Regions from separate parts of the Mus musculus genome. Here region 1 is linked to region 2. Evidence: chromatin contacts called from public Hi-C data. All regions are on one chromosome and are shown on one strand. The core of a region is the stretch at or near the end of the contact, and the rest is flanking DNA. Distances in the headings are between cores, read along the strand shown.

What was found. A called contact is a pair of places that touch in the nucleus more often than the background predicts.
Region 1: a contact with region 2 is called in a Hi-C map of erythroblasts, with 4 times the contacts expected there. The contact joins the enhancer-like site here to the promoter of Mrm1 in region 2. A contact is called at or near these places in 1 of 39 promoter capture datasets (neutrophils), 1 of 484 Hi-C or Micro-C datasets (erythroblasts), 2 of 115 datasets of contacts at active chromatin or transcription factors (fetal liver and memory CD8 T cells) and 2 of 9 other capture datasets (adipose tissue and liver).

Annotation. Positions count from the first base shown.
Region 1 is chr11:85,115,235-85,118,069 of GRCm38.p6, forward strand. The region is part of intron 1 of Usp32 (ubiquitin specific peptidase 32); the gene reads right to left. Among named protein-coding and RNA genes, the nearest start is that of Usp32, 23 kb to the right of the region's middle. Within about 2 kb of position 1,442, at least 18 of the 459 cell types and tissues checked have an H3K27ac peak or open chromatin away from gene starts, as enhancers often do. A contact at or near this core is called in erythroblasts, where this site is marked.
Region 2 is chr11:84,818,243-84,820,942 of GRCm38.p6, forward strand. It overlaps Mrm1 (mitochondrial rRNA methyltransferase 1), which reads right to left and starts at 1,273. Exons shown (of 5, transcript NM_145433.1): 1 at 595-1,273; 2 at 358-451. The coding sequence starts at 1,130. It overlaps Dhrs11 (dehydrogenase/reductase (SDR family) member 11), which reads right to left. Exons shown (of 7, transcript NM_177564.5): 7 at 2,486-2,700.

The DNA of each region.
Region 1 (2,835 bases), core at 192-2,691, 300 kb after region 2:
TGTGTGTGTGTGTGTGTGTGTGTGTATTTGTTTTGTTTGTGTGTATGTTTGTTTTATCTGTGCACCATGTATGTACCTGGTGCCAGAAGGTGTCAGACCCCTGCACAGTTGTTAACCACCATGTAAGTTCTAGGCATGTGTCTGGGTCTTCTGGAAAGGCAACAAATGCTCTGAACCACTAAGTCATTTCTCCATGGTCACAGGTTTTTATAGAAAGGGCAAAAGCAAAATTTCAAAATTAAAAAAAAAATTATTTATAAAGAAAGCTATTATGGCTAGGGAGATGGATGACTCAGTTGGTAAAATACTTGCTGCATAAGCATGAGGCCCTGGGTTCTGATCCCCAGCACCAACTTCAAATGGGGGGGGGGGGGTGTCCTGAGCCAAGAGATAGCACTGGGTGCTCTTTTGGCCGTGGTTTAATTTAAACCCCCATACAATTGCTCACAACTATCTGTAACTCCTGTCTCAGAAGATTTACACCTTCTTTTTGCCTAAAGTTTGCAGATAGATGCAGGCAAAACACTCACACACATAAGATAAAATAGGGCTCAGTAGCTGGCTAACATTCATTAAGCCCCAGGTTCAATCCTCAGTACCCACAACTGACAACAATTTGTCACTCCAGTTCCAGGGGCCCCAATACCCTCTTTTGGCCTCCAAGGCACCAAACATGCAAGTGGTACACAGACAAACACACAAGCCAAGTATCCATGCACATAAAAACTAAAAAAGCAAATATTTATTTTTAGTTTTTTTGAGACAGGGTTTCCCTTTGTAGTTCTTGCCATTCTGCAACTCCTTGTTATTCTGCTGCTCAGAGATCAGCCTGCTTGGGCCTCCTGAGTGCTGGGATTAAAGGTGTGTGCCACCAGCATCCAGCTAAAAATTAATCTTATAAATAAATAAATAAATAAATAAATAAATAAATAAATAAATAAATAAGGGCTGGCGAGATGGTTCAGCAGTTAAGAGCACTGACTGTTCTTCCAGAGATCCTGAGTTCAATTCCCAGCAACCACATGGTGGCTCACAACCATCTGTAATGGGCATCCAATGCTGTCTTCTGGTGTGTCTGAAGACAGTAACAGTATACCCACATACATACCCATATAAAAAAATTTTAAAAATAAATAAATAAATGTGCTTTTGTTTTTTGAAAAAGTGTAAAAATGGTCCACTAGTAGTACATGCTAATTAACATTTCAGAGCAAATCATCTGTAATTCAAAGCAGGAATTAAAGTATAGCAGTTTCTATAGCATTTGGCCTCAAATGTTCAAAGACAGTGCTGCCAGGGTTGCGATATACTAAGAAACTCTGTACTAGAAAACTAAAAGTGGCTCTCTCTACTTGACACATGAAGTTGTTCTTGGCTTTACCACAGCACACATGGTTAGTGTAGACTGTAAATGGATGTGGCTCCATATCTTCACCTCTCAGACCACAAGTATCTGTAATCAAAAGGAGCCACGCCACCCTTACAGAGCATCAGCATCCATCTGCCTCTATTTCTGTTCCCAAGCATCCTCTGAGCTTGCCTATATCATATGAAAAATTGAACTAATCTAAAAGGAACTTTGGCTTCCTTGTTCCTGTTACAAAATTCTTTTTAGTATATAAAAATGTGAAGAAAAAAATATAGACTGGGATCTTTGTGTAAAAAAACCAAACTACTTTGTGAATAAATGAAATAGTTACAGCAAATTTTAGGGCACAGATAGAGAAACACTCAAGTTGTAAAATTTTTTTTCTACAGGAGTGACAGTTCCCATTCTGAAACATGTCAAATATGCCACTATAAAGTTAACTTAAAATAACTTCTGGGGTAGATTGTGTCTTTGAAAACTGCCTGTAAGAACAGAATATGAATCAAAAAAGACAAAACTTAGTTAACAGTCACAGGAAATTTGCTGTATGCTTAGATACAAAAATAGAATTTTTAAAATATGACTAAAAAAAATGCCCTTAAGTCTTCATTAGCTTCTCATATTTTCTGCACTACAACAAAATGACTCTTTAACATGTTGATAAGTTTTCTAGTTTACTCACTTGCTTCTAGCAGTTTCTCAAACCAAACATGATTTATCATTCTCTTAGTTCATAAACTTCTGAAGCTATCAGCAACATACCATTCATCAGTTCAGTGACATTGTATATTTCCAAGTATCCTCACCTCCTCCAACAGAGAGGGAGGGGTTAGTCAAAAGGCATCTAGTAGCCCAAATTCCTTTATAAATCTCAGTGTCTTTAACCTACTGAACAAAATTAATAACAAAAGTTACACCTAACTTGCTATTTTAATCTTTAAAAAAGTATTTCAAGGCAGGTGTCATGGCCCATGCCTATAATCTCAGCTCTTGGGAAAGAGAGGCAGAGGATCAAAAGTTCAAAACACATCACCTTATTTGTGACAATTATATCTTCATGATCTGACCACCTCCCAAAGACTATGCCCTTAATGCCATCACTCAAAAATTAGGTTTCAACACATGAATTTTGGAGCAGACATACACATTCAGAGCACAGGGCTCACTAAACCAATCACAATTAACATTCAGAAATCTACACACATTTATTTCCTCCATTCTATTTCATTTTAAAGAGAAATCTTTCACAACATAATTTAAAAAAACAACAAATTTACCCCATTAATTTCACCATCAACTAAGATCTTTGTCAGAAAAGCCCAATGGTTCTGATAAGATCTATCACCTATATACAACTCAAAACCACATAGTTTTTTATTAAAAAAAAAAAACTACAAATGACAATATATAGTTTAGGAAAGTGGGGGAGGAGAGCTGGGAGGACAGGGCCTCACTATGCAGCCCCA
Region 2 (2,700 bases), core at 23-2,522:
CTCGCCCCTTGGAAAGCCTTGTTTAAATCGCTTTGAAGTTGAGCTTCCGGGTACCCACGACTCCAGTCCACCAGCTCCCTGGAGTACTGCTGAAGTCCCACGGTTGTCAGACATTGACTTGCCGACACAGGTGGCCATGGCGTGTAGTAAATGAGACGAGGAAATCCCTAACTTCAGACGATGCTCTATTTAAAAGGCCCTGGGATCTTTCCTGGTGGGACTTAGAAGGTCGTAGGAATCAATGCCACCACGTCCCTTCTCTTCCTCCTCCCCCAATCCACTGCGTTGGAGATAGCTTTAACATCCCTAACTAGAGTCATCGCCTCCGCCTCTTCTTCCCCTCTCGCCCCATTTTACCTGCAAAAAACCGGGCAGGTCAGGAGTGGCGAACACGTCCATCACCTCCATAGCCCCAGCGCTGGCCTTGCTGACTACTGGAGTAAGCGGACAGCTGCAAAGGATCCCCACGATCCGTGTTAAAACCAGAAAATCTCTAGCCCCGCGCCCTACACACCCCGGGGCTCCCCGCCCAGTGCTTAGGAGCTTGGCTCCGCCTCCAGATTGGGCGTAAACTGAATTAAGGGACGTCCGTGCCTGTTTCTCTGGCTGGTGATGACTCTGTCTACGCCGAGGAAGTGAGCGGAGCGCATCACAGCCCCAAGATTGCGGGGATCCTGGAGCCCCTCAAGGACGAGCCACAGCTGCTGAGGGTCGTCGCCTGAGCTCGTGTCTGCCGCCTCATCGCAAGGCCGGGGTCGCAGCGGGCTCACCTCCATGCACACGCCCTGGTGCACTTGGTAGCCGCACAAGGCATCCAGTTTCTGACGCCTGGGCCTCAAGACAGGGATGCCCCGAGCCTCGGCCACCCGGAGCAGCTCGGCTCGCTCCCCCTGCAGCCCAGCCTTACCGGCCTGGAGCAGGAGCCGGGCCACGCGCCGACGGGCAGCCCGCAAGGCCAGGAGGCATGGGGACAAGCCAAATAGACGTTCCAGCCGCTGGGCCGGCGCCAGGTCATCCAGAAGCAAGCGACTCAGCTCCTCCCCGCCAGGCCGTTCCCCGCGCCGAGCCACCGAGGAGAAATGGCGGGCAATCAGGCGACTGAAGCACCCGACCGTCCAGAGTCGCCGCATTGCTCCAGCAGCGCCCGAGACTCCACTGACAGACAGCTGGGGAGGACCCGTTGACCTCCCACACTTCGTCCCCTCACAAGGACTGCCCACAACCTGACCCTCGAGCCAAGACAGTCACCTCCCAGCCTCCCACGTGGGTCCCCAGCTTCCGGGTTCTGGAGGCCCAGCCCCCTGTCCGATGACGCACATGTGCGCTTGGCGGCAACCACGTCTCCACTGCACCCCCTACAGGAGTGAGTCGCACTGCCTCCGCTGACGCAGGCGAGCCTAGAGGCTGTGCTGGTGCTGAGCTAACCTTGGACTGCTCCCGGGTGAAGGAAGAAGTTAGAAGGCGTTCACCTGCTCGTCCTCAAAGACCACCGCATGTCAGTGGTTTGGCCATCTGTTCAATCCTCAGTCTTGGAGCCATCCTACATCCTGGCACAATGTCATAGTTGGGACTTTCTCCCAGAAGCATATCCTGTCAGACCCTCAGCACCAGCCAGCAGAACCCCTAGAATATTTCCCATCTCCCGAAAGCCCCAACGAGCCTACGGTATTTCTGCTGACAAGCAGCCGATGCCCTTGGCCCATGGTAATTCTACGACTTCCTTGCTCACTGCCCAGACTGGCTCTTTTCAGCCTAGTCTTTTAAAATATCTTTTTAAACCTTTTCCCTTTTCCTAATGATTCCTTTTTTTTTTTAATGTGCATTGTTGTTTTGCCTGCATGTACATCTATGAAGGTGTTGGATCCCCAAGAACTGAAGTTACAGTTGTGGGTGCTGGGAATTGTACCAGGGTTCTCTGGAAGAGCAGCCAGTGCTCTTAACATTTGAGCCATTTCTCCAGCCCCCACCCCCTCTTTTTTAAAATCAATGTCTCACTAAGCAGCCCTCATGGATGGCCTGAAACTCGTTGTGTAGCCCAGGCTGGCCTCAAATCCACAGAGGTCTCCCTGCTTCTGCTTCTCAAATGTTGGGATTAAAGGTGTGCAATAGTATTAGTATACCTGGCTCCAACTTATTTTTCAAAATTCTTTCACATGTGCGGGCATATTGTTTGTCCGTGTGGCTGTGCACCACATGTGTGCCTGGTGGCCCAGCGAGAGAGAGGAGGATGTAGGACTCCCTGGGACTGGAATCAACATGGGTCCTCTAGAGCAGCAGTGGATGTACTTAATTATGTATTTTGGGGACATTTGTATCCTTGGCTCCTATGGCTGGCCTGGAACTAACCATCTCCTGTGCCCACTCCAGAAGTGATGTTCCGAATCTACCCACCTTCCTAGCTACCTGGAAGGAATTCTGAGACACCAACCACACTGATCACCAGGAAGGGGGGAAAAAACTGAAAGATACTTCTGAAGGTAGAGTAGGTTGTAATCTCTCTCTTTAATTGTTACAGTGAAATGTAGTAGGAGACAGACCCTGATACTCTGTAGCCGTGGTAAGGACCCCAGGGTGAGGGCCAAAACTTGGCTGGAGAGCTGGGGGGGGGGGAGGCAGGAGGGTTGGGAAGGGAACCTGGAACCCTGGACAACCACACAGGTAAAAGATGAGGTCTCTGCTGCTCCAACCCTAAGGGGTGGG